3 separate regions of the Zea mays genome follow, and regions 1 and 3 are each linked to region 2. Evidence: chromatin contacts called from public Hi-C data. All regions are on one chromosome and are shown on one strand. The core of a region is the stretch at or near the end of the contact, and the rest is flanking DNA. Distances in the headings are between cores, read along the strand shown. Region 1 has its middle 75 kb from the start of LOC100383498. Region 2 holds the start of LOC100285614 (40S ribosomal protein S15a-like). Region 3 holds the start of LOC103639036 (serine/threonine-protein kinase EDR1).

Region 1 (2,700 bases), core at 169-2,668, 400 kb after region 2:
CATGGATACGGATACGGGTAGCACTTGATATCCGTGGATATTTTTAAAACGGGTACGAAAAATCAGTATCCATACCCAAATACCCGAATATCCGTTAAAATATCTCGTACTCCTGTCCCACAGGCCCACGAGCCACAACCCACAAGGCCACAAGCCTAGGTTCCAGGCTTCCAGCGAAGCCCTCGCTTGGTCGCTCTCACTCCAGACCCTCCCATCTCTCCTCTCCCACTCCTACCGCGACTGTCACCTAGAGTACAGATACAATACATACGTATAATTATTGTTAGGATTTAAATATGTTGTATGTGTAGTGGGCAAACGGATATATCCGTGACTGTTGCCTAGAATTTGCTGGATTTAAATATGTTGCATGTGTAGTGGGCAAACGGATATATCCGCGGATATCCGATACTGTTTTTTATCCATAGCGGATAACGGGTACGGGTTCGGATACCAGATATAAGTCACGGATATGGATGTCCAGAGATACTATCCGTGGATAGTTTATCCGTTGCCATCCCTACTCGCGATCTTGTCGTCGAACCCTGCTGTTTCGACATCATCGGCTCCGCTGCTTCGACGTCGTCGACCCTGCTGCTTCCGGCCCGTGTCATCTACCAGTATGTTTGATCAATGCACATTATCTGATTTGACTTTATACTCCAGTTCTTCTGATTTATATATTCAGAATTTAATCTAAAAATTGTATAATAATTCAACAATAATTTATATTCGAAATTTAATCTGAAAATATCTAATAATTCAACAGACACCTAGACGGGCACAAGTAGACCACCATTCTTTGGTATGCGCACCCTGTCAGAAAAGGAAGCACGAATGCGAGCACCTGGTTCGGCAAAAATCTCCCCAAATCTGGTGCACGGCCGTCGCCTAGGGGCTGGAATCGAGCAAGGAATTTTATGTGCGAACTTGTCAAACAACCCGGCCCGAAGGAGCTTCCTCACCAATGCAACCGCAAATCAGGTCAGGAGGGATTCTAGAATTTTACGTGCGAACCCTGACCTTATACCCATTCGTCACGCAAGAGGAATAGAAACTAGGGAAGATCTCATCTCACCCGGACACCGCCGCCAAATGCCGCCGGAAATAGAGGGAGATTCATTGCTGCCCAGGCCGGCATCCAACGCAGAGAAGTCTACCGCCGCCAACGCCGTCACACTCAACTCGATGTCCAGTTGTCCACTGACCACTGCTGTCTGTCTAGGCCGTCCGGACTGCCGACACCCCCGCGGAAGGAAAGGTTAGTCTTTGATACCGGCCGTCCGCCACGGTACTGGCCGCGCGCACGGGCACGACCAGCCGACCAGCCCGCCGCAGAGGCCGGAGAGCGCGCGGAGCGGTGCCTTGGCGGATGGCGAGGCATGGGCGGAGGCAGGTTCATGGGCTTGGACCTCAGATAGCGCGCATGGCATGACACACGTGGGCTGGGTGGATATCCGTCCATCCCATTTCACGACAAGACCATCCGGGTTCCGTTCATTTTTCTGGGCCGCGGAAAATCCAAGCAGGTCGTAGCTTCTGCTCCCGTTACCCCGTCAACCCAAATGGCCGGCCCAACCTCTCTCAGTTACCCCGGGTCTGAACTGGACTGGACTCTGGAGCATGCTGCTTTTGGTCTGACCCAGAAGACTTGTGTGTGTGCGCGCGCGTGTTTTAAACAATAATGTTTAAAAGGGTCTATCTCTATCTAGATTTCTAGAAACTAGCACTTTTATTTATAAATAAAATACCCGGCCACACCACATGAATGGACATGACTAACTAAACATTCTGATACGAAACCATGATATGGTATAAGATTGAGCTTACCAGTATTAAGCGGTGTACAAAACACTATTGTATCAGTTCTACAGAGATACGGTAGACACTTTAGTGTTTGGAATTAATAGACGATGGAATAGATATCTACTATTTGCTCCATTCCATAATCCAGATGGCGTGATTGGCCGGCCAGCCAAGTTATGCCAAAGCAGATAGCGTAATAAGGAGATGAGTCACACCACCAGAATCCAGTGTTTCTTAACTTTCTTTATCGATCCAAAACAAAGGATCTATGTATCTTTCAATTTCTTCAGAATTTTTCAAGTAGATACTGGAAGATAAGCATGACCTATTCGCTTGTGTTTTGTATTATACCTCTTGTAGTTTTGAAATTAAAATTCTTTCCCATAAAATAATATTTGAGTCTTGGATTAACTTGTTTAGCCTCAAAATAGACTACAAAAAATTAGGGAAAAAACTACCTAAATTCATGGTTTCAAAATAGACTCCAAAAAACTAGAAACTAAAAATTCTTTCCCATAATATAATATTTGAGTCTTGCATTAACCTGTATAGTCTCAAAATAGACTCCAAAAATGTATGTGTTTATGTAAAAGGACCGCTTTGATACTTGGAGTGAATAGACACTACAAACTTTTTTTTTAAAAAAAGTTAGTACATAAAAAAATTAAACACGACACTCTATACTAAACCCGGCCAAGCTGACTTTGCATAGTGGCCTTGGCACAATGCTAAACCCAGCTTGGTTGGGTTGTAATGTCGGTTTGGACGAGTTTGGCCAGCGCAATGCCAAGTGTGCCTTTGCGCCTCGCTTCTCTTCTACGTCAATATAACTTGATGTGTGCTTTCATTATAAGTGTATGGACACCTTCACACACTCTCTACAAACACAAATCA
Region 2 (2,700 bases), core at 114-2,613:
ACATTTTTTGTTCAATTGTTGAGACATAAACATGTTTTTATTTGCCAAAAACAAGGCATTCGGTTTTACCTGATGTGCTGTCGATTTATCGGTTCTGGAACCGATTAATAGGTCATATCAGTCGATAAATCGATGTCAAACCGAGCTGATTCAAAAAATTGTTTGAATTTAGATTTGGCCGGCTTTTATCGGTTTACACCGATAAATAACGATTAGTTGCTAATCGGTCTTGGCCAGTTTTTGAAGTCCCACTGGTTTGGTGAACCTTGTCCCCGATTGACAAAAACAAAAGGTTATCCACAACGGTGATCAAAGTTTGCGCCTTGATGCCATATCCAACTGGAACGAGTTTTTGTTGTAAAGGATGATCTCAGGTTTTGGGAAAGAAACAAACCAAATTTAACAAGACATGAAAAGTTTAATTGAGTACATACAACCAAACAAGGGGATTTGCAAGTATTTAACAAGCTAGGTTAGGTTAACCTTGCTTATTTTCTAGCTAGGATCGGAATGAGTCACACGACCACTGAACAAGAAGATTCAGGGCCTGTTGTTTCTCTAGTGCTAAAGTTTAGCAGCTGACTAAATTTAGCACATGCTAAACTTTTGATAAACTTTAGCATTCGAGGCTTGTTGGTTAAAATGCTAAAGTCTTGCGGTCCTCGAGGAGCATGCTGCCAATGGTGGGGGAGAGAGGAAGGGGTATTCAAAACAAAATAGGGTTGAGAACCACTTTTAGCATAGTTTAGCATCTTTGATGGAGCTAAAGTGCTAATGAGTTCTAAACTTTAGCACAACTCTTTTAGGGGGTGTTTGGTTTCTAGGGACTAATTTTTAGTCTCTTCATTTTATTTCATTTTAGTTCCTAAATTGCCAAATACGAAAACTAAAACTCTATTTTAATTTATGTATTTGGAAATTTAGGGACTAAAATGAAAAAAATGGAGGGACTAAAAATTAGTTCTTAGAAATGAAACACCCACTTAGGTCCTGTTTGGAAGCACCCAATTTTTAAGAAACTGGTTTATAGAAATTGGGGTGGTTCCAAACATACCCATTTATAACCAAGTTTATAGATATTAAATTCTCAGGTTTTTAAAAACCAAAAAGCTCTTCTAACTAAAAGATAAAAACTGTTTTTTTAAAAACTGTGTTGCTTCCAAACAGGATTTTAGTCACTTGTTTGTTTCTTTAGTAGCTAAACTTGAGTAATAAGTGCGGTGCTAAAGTCTAGCAAGGAAACGGGAAAACGACCTCACCTGGGCCCTCCACCACGGCTGCTCCGGCTCAAACATTGGCGCATGGGCTGGGCCTTCCTAGAGCGCTCGGCCCATGTTTAGGAGTGCCGGGCGTGCGCGCAGCGTGCCTCTTCCTAATCCATCGCAGAGCGCCGCCGGCGGGTAGCGCTACTGCTAGAGGAGAGGAAGCGGAAAGGGCGGCGGCGGCGCTTGTGGTCAGTCAAAGATCCAACCTCCGGACTCGCGATGGGGCGGCGGATCCTCAACGATGCTCTGCGCACGATGGTCAACGCAGACCGGCGGGGGAACGCGTCGGCGCTTCTCCGACCCATCTCCGGCGTCATGGTCTCCTTCCTCAACATCATGAAGTACCGAGGTAGTATTCCGCCTCTTACTAGGTATCTGCCACAACCTCCTTCATGACCAGCTAGCATACCGCCGCCTCTCCCTTCGCCAATCTTATCTCGTCGTCGGATGTTCCCAAGAAGCACACCAAAGCTTTGATGCCGCTTCTAAGTCGTTAACAGAGTAATCAACCCATTTCTAGGAGAATCACATCTAATAGTGACTTGCGAGTGGCGTGCTGGTTTAAGGAGAAAAGGGTACTGATCCCCTCATGTTGACATCGAAGTTTGCTATGCTCCTTATACGTTGATAGCAACTTATCACACCGAACCACCTCAGCTTCAAATTAACTAGTAAATTGGTCGTGCCTTGCGCAACTCGATCACCAATATGTTTTACATTTTAAAAGTGTTGCTTTAGACATATACATTTTAAAAATGTTGTTTTAGACATATATGTCTGCACTCGCGTACTCGAAAAGTTATCGTTAAGGTCTTGAGGATACAATAGGATATAAAGTTTGGATCAGGCTGCAGCGGTTCACTCGAAAGGTAACTCTAAAATACGGTTGAAAAATATGGTGTACAAATTTAGAGTTGCATGAGTGTAGATAGCTTAATCATGCACACATCAATGAATTAGTGAACTGAAACAAAGAAAGAAAGATAGGTTTACAACTTGTTTGCCAGTTGATGAGTTGCTATAGCTCTCCTCATTCCTCAGGTTTCCAAGTCAAACACTGATCTTTGTGCTGCTATACAATAGTTATTTTTTGTACCCACTAATTTTCCATGCACATACCTTATTAGCAATTACTTTCATAAGAGATGACAGATTGAAACTTTGAGATGGTATGTGCACCAGTCGTACCATGGACTCACACTCACACAACTAACTTATTAAGGGCTTACCCTGTTTGGTGATATAATTGATCAGTGTGCTATCTCCCAAATTAGTTCACGCGGGCAGCGACCGTCCGTGTCCTGGCCTCCACACGCATCACGGCATCAACACCTAGAACACCAGGCCCTCCCCCAGATTCGGCACGCTGACCTGCTTGTCCTCTCTGGCCTCAGAACCTGGTGGCTGCTACTCACCCATGCCTGTGTCCTGCGGC
Region 3 (2,700 bases), core at 132-2,631, 290 kb after region 2:
AGCGATGTTCTCAGCTCAGTACTCTTCTCCAGCCACCTTGTGAGCATGTCGTTAGCATCTTTGACAGGTCCACCCATATTATCTGTAACAAGCTCAGCTATTCTTTGCACTAAGAGTGCAATATTGGCAACGAGTCCTGGCGCGGGCACGAGTCATGCACTACATGGCCACAAGGAATGTAAGTCATCGCATTGTTAAAGGTCAGCCTAACATCAGGAACAAAATCAAATGCACTTGTGTATGAAATAGATTTGAGCTTCTTCTGGACGGTACCAAGATCTCCACGCCCAAAAGTGCCGTCAAATCCGATCTTAGCCAGCGGTGCAAGCAAGCGAGCAGAGCACCGAGCTCTGGCTGTAGTCTGTAGAAGGGACCGCAAACACAGCAAACAGAGGAGCAGAGTTTGAGTAGGGACCTTGGCAAAGCCCTCAGCGGTGCCGGTTTGCGTGCCGAAGAAGACAGTGACCCTCTGCCTGCCGTCGTCGGGGTCCGGCTCGTCCTTGTGCTTCGCGGCGAGCGGGCGCGGCGGCGCCTGTGCCGCGGCCGCCCGAGGCGCGGAGGAAAGCTAAACACTTATTATGGTGCTTCGATCCGTCCCTGGTAAGGAAGCTAAACACTAACTCAAAACTCAACTGTACGTACACCACGACAGTGACAACACCTATTCTTACAATTTTGGCGAGGTCGGTGAGGACATGGGTGGCGCGCTTGGTGGCGGCGAGGTCGGCGTGGCACCACGAGGACATCAACCTGCACACAGATCTCGTGAGCAAGAACTGCGTGGGAGTGGCAGCAGTAGATCTCGGGGGTGCTCGCGGAGCCGTCCTCCTCCTCGTTGCCATCGTCAACATCGGTGCTGCCGAGCGAGGACATGGTGGTCTATGCTGCAGCGGCAGATGCCTCCGGGACGGAGGTGCTTGTCGCCCGCAAGGACCCCGAATGCGTGCCAGGGGAGCGGGAGACGGCGGCGCCGAAGATGGGGGACGGAGTGGCGGTGCTGAGGACGGAGGCGGGGTCAGGACCGGGCGCGGATCGACCGCGAGATTAGCGGGTGGGGGTGGGGAAGGGCGAGGGCGGAGGCGTGGATCCCGCGGCGCCGGGATGGGGCGGTCGCGGATCTCGCGAGGGGGAGGGGCACGGTGCCGTTGCTTCGGATCGGCGGCGATCTCGGGCGGGATTCGCGCGAGCGCAGAGGGTCGCTCGTAGACGGGGGCGGGGGCACGGTGATGCGGTGGACGCCCTCGTTATGGTCTTAAGGAATAGTAGAGATAAGTAACTCATTTGCTGGTGTGGTTGTTGAGGTGATAGATGAGGTAGAGTTTGGGCCGAGTTTCCAACGGGCTCGCTTTGCTGGACAGTTAATTTGCTACTATATATGGGCCTGCACGCTACAACAACCAAGCCGTACGTGCTACTACTCGATGTTTTTTTTTTGCTTGATTCTGCAAGTATCTTGCACAAGGATCATTGACGCTTGTCATCCCGTCCGAGCATTGCAGCTAGGGGCATAAAACCCGAGCCCGAAGCCCTATACCCGAAATACCCGAACCCATACCCGTTTAGCCCGAAGCCCGTTACCCAAATAGCTCCAGCGGGTAATGAAACTGGATACCCGAACTAAGTTCGGGCCTAATCGGGTACTAACCCGCGGTACCCGAAGTACCCATTCTACCCGATATCCATTCTACTAGAAGGCCGCCAGGCGCCAGGCCGAGCGCAAGCTCCACAGCCCACGGCCCAGTTGGCAGCCTACTACGAAATCGAAACCTCCCAATCCAGCCAACCCTAACTCCTGAGTCCTGTCTTCCTTGTCCGGCTGTCCTGAGTCCCTGGCGCGGCACCAGCGGCGGCTGTTCCAGCGGCGGCTGTTCCTGGCGCGGCACCAGCGGCGGCTGCGGCACGCCCCCCATTGGCCATCGCCTAGGCTACAACTGCAACCTGTCCAGCCGGTCGCACGCCAGCCACCAGCGCTCAACGCGACGCTAGCGTCCAGGCGCCGCGGCCTCACCAAGGCGCCGTCCAGGCCAACGTCCAGGCGCCCGTCACGCACATGCATTGCCCGAGTGGACCAACAGGCAACAACCAAGTGTGATTTGAGTTTGTGATTTTGTCAAAGGCAATAACGGGTACCCGAATTTTACACAAACCCAAACCCGAATTTGTGGGTACCCGAAATTGCGGGTACCCGAAATTTCGGGTACGAGTACGGGTTCAACTGTTGAAAACCCGAAATTTAAAAAACCCGAAAAGCCCGACCCGAATTTTCGGGTAAACCCGAACGCCCAGTCCTAATTGCAGCCCCACAGTGTAGCCTGCGGAGGAGAAAAGAAGAGCTCTTGAGAGCCACTCTGAAGTTACAAATCTAAGAGCATCTTCAAGAGCTCTCTAAAAAATGACTTCTCAAAATTAATTTTAGTTGACGCCTAAAAAATTAATGGAATGAATTTTAATCCTTTCTCTAACAGATCTCTTAAAGCGGTAGATTGTTTCTGTGGAGCCTAAAAAATCTCTCATTTGTAGCTATAAATGAGAAAGTTTTAAGGGCTATGAAAAAGTTGAGAGCGTTTTAGAAAAACTGTTGGAGACATGTTTTTATGTTTTTTCAAAAAAAATGATTTAAAGAGAGACTTCTAAGAAACCCTTAGAGATGCTCTAAAACTCTCTTCAACAGAGAACCGTAAATGAGTCTATACGCTATAT

What was found. Hi-C and Micro-C count contacts between places; a contact is called where the count stands out from the background.
Region 1: a Hi-C map of ear shows a contact between it and region 2, with 2.7 times the contacts expected there. The contact joins the enhancer-like site here to the promoter of LOC100285614 in region 2. A contact is called at or near these places in 2 of 25 Hi-C or Micro-C datasets (ear and leaf).
Region 3: a Hi-C map of ear shows a contact between it and region 2, with 4 times the contacts expected there. The contact joins the promoter of LOC103639036 here to the promoter of LOC100285614 in region 2. A contact is called at or near these places in 13 of 25 Hi-C or Micro-C datasets (bundle sheath, ear, endosperm and 5 more).

Annotation. Positions count from the first base shown.
Region 1 is chr9:128,032,234-128,034,933 of Zm-B73-REFERENCE-NAM-5.0, reverse strand. No RefSeq gene overlaps it. Among protein-coding and RNA genes, the nearest start is that of LOC100383498, 75 kb to the left of the region's middle. Within about 2 kb of position 1,418, at least 20 of the 20 cell types and tissues checked have an H3K27ac peak or open chromatin away from gene starts, as enhancers often do. A contact at or near this core is called in ear and leaf, where this site is marked.
Region 2 is chr9:128,432,031-128,434,730 of Zm-B73-REFERENCE-NAM-5.0, reverse strand. LOC100285614 (40S ribosomal protein S15a-like) reads left to right here and starts at 1,363. Exons shown (of 3, transcript NM_001158505.2): 1 at 1,363-1,614. The coding sequence starts at 1,485.
Region 3 is chr9:128,144,231-128,146,930 of Zm-B73-REFERENCE-NAM-5.0, reverse strand. It overlaps LOC103639036 (serine/threonine-protein kinase EDR1), which reads right to left and starts at 1,381. Exons shown (of 9, transcript XR_004852756.1): 1 at 672-1,381; 2 at 274-597; 3 at 1-159.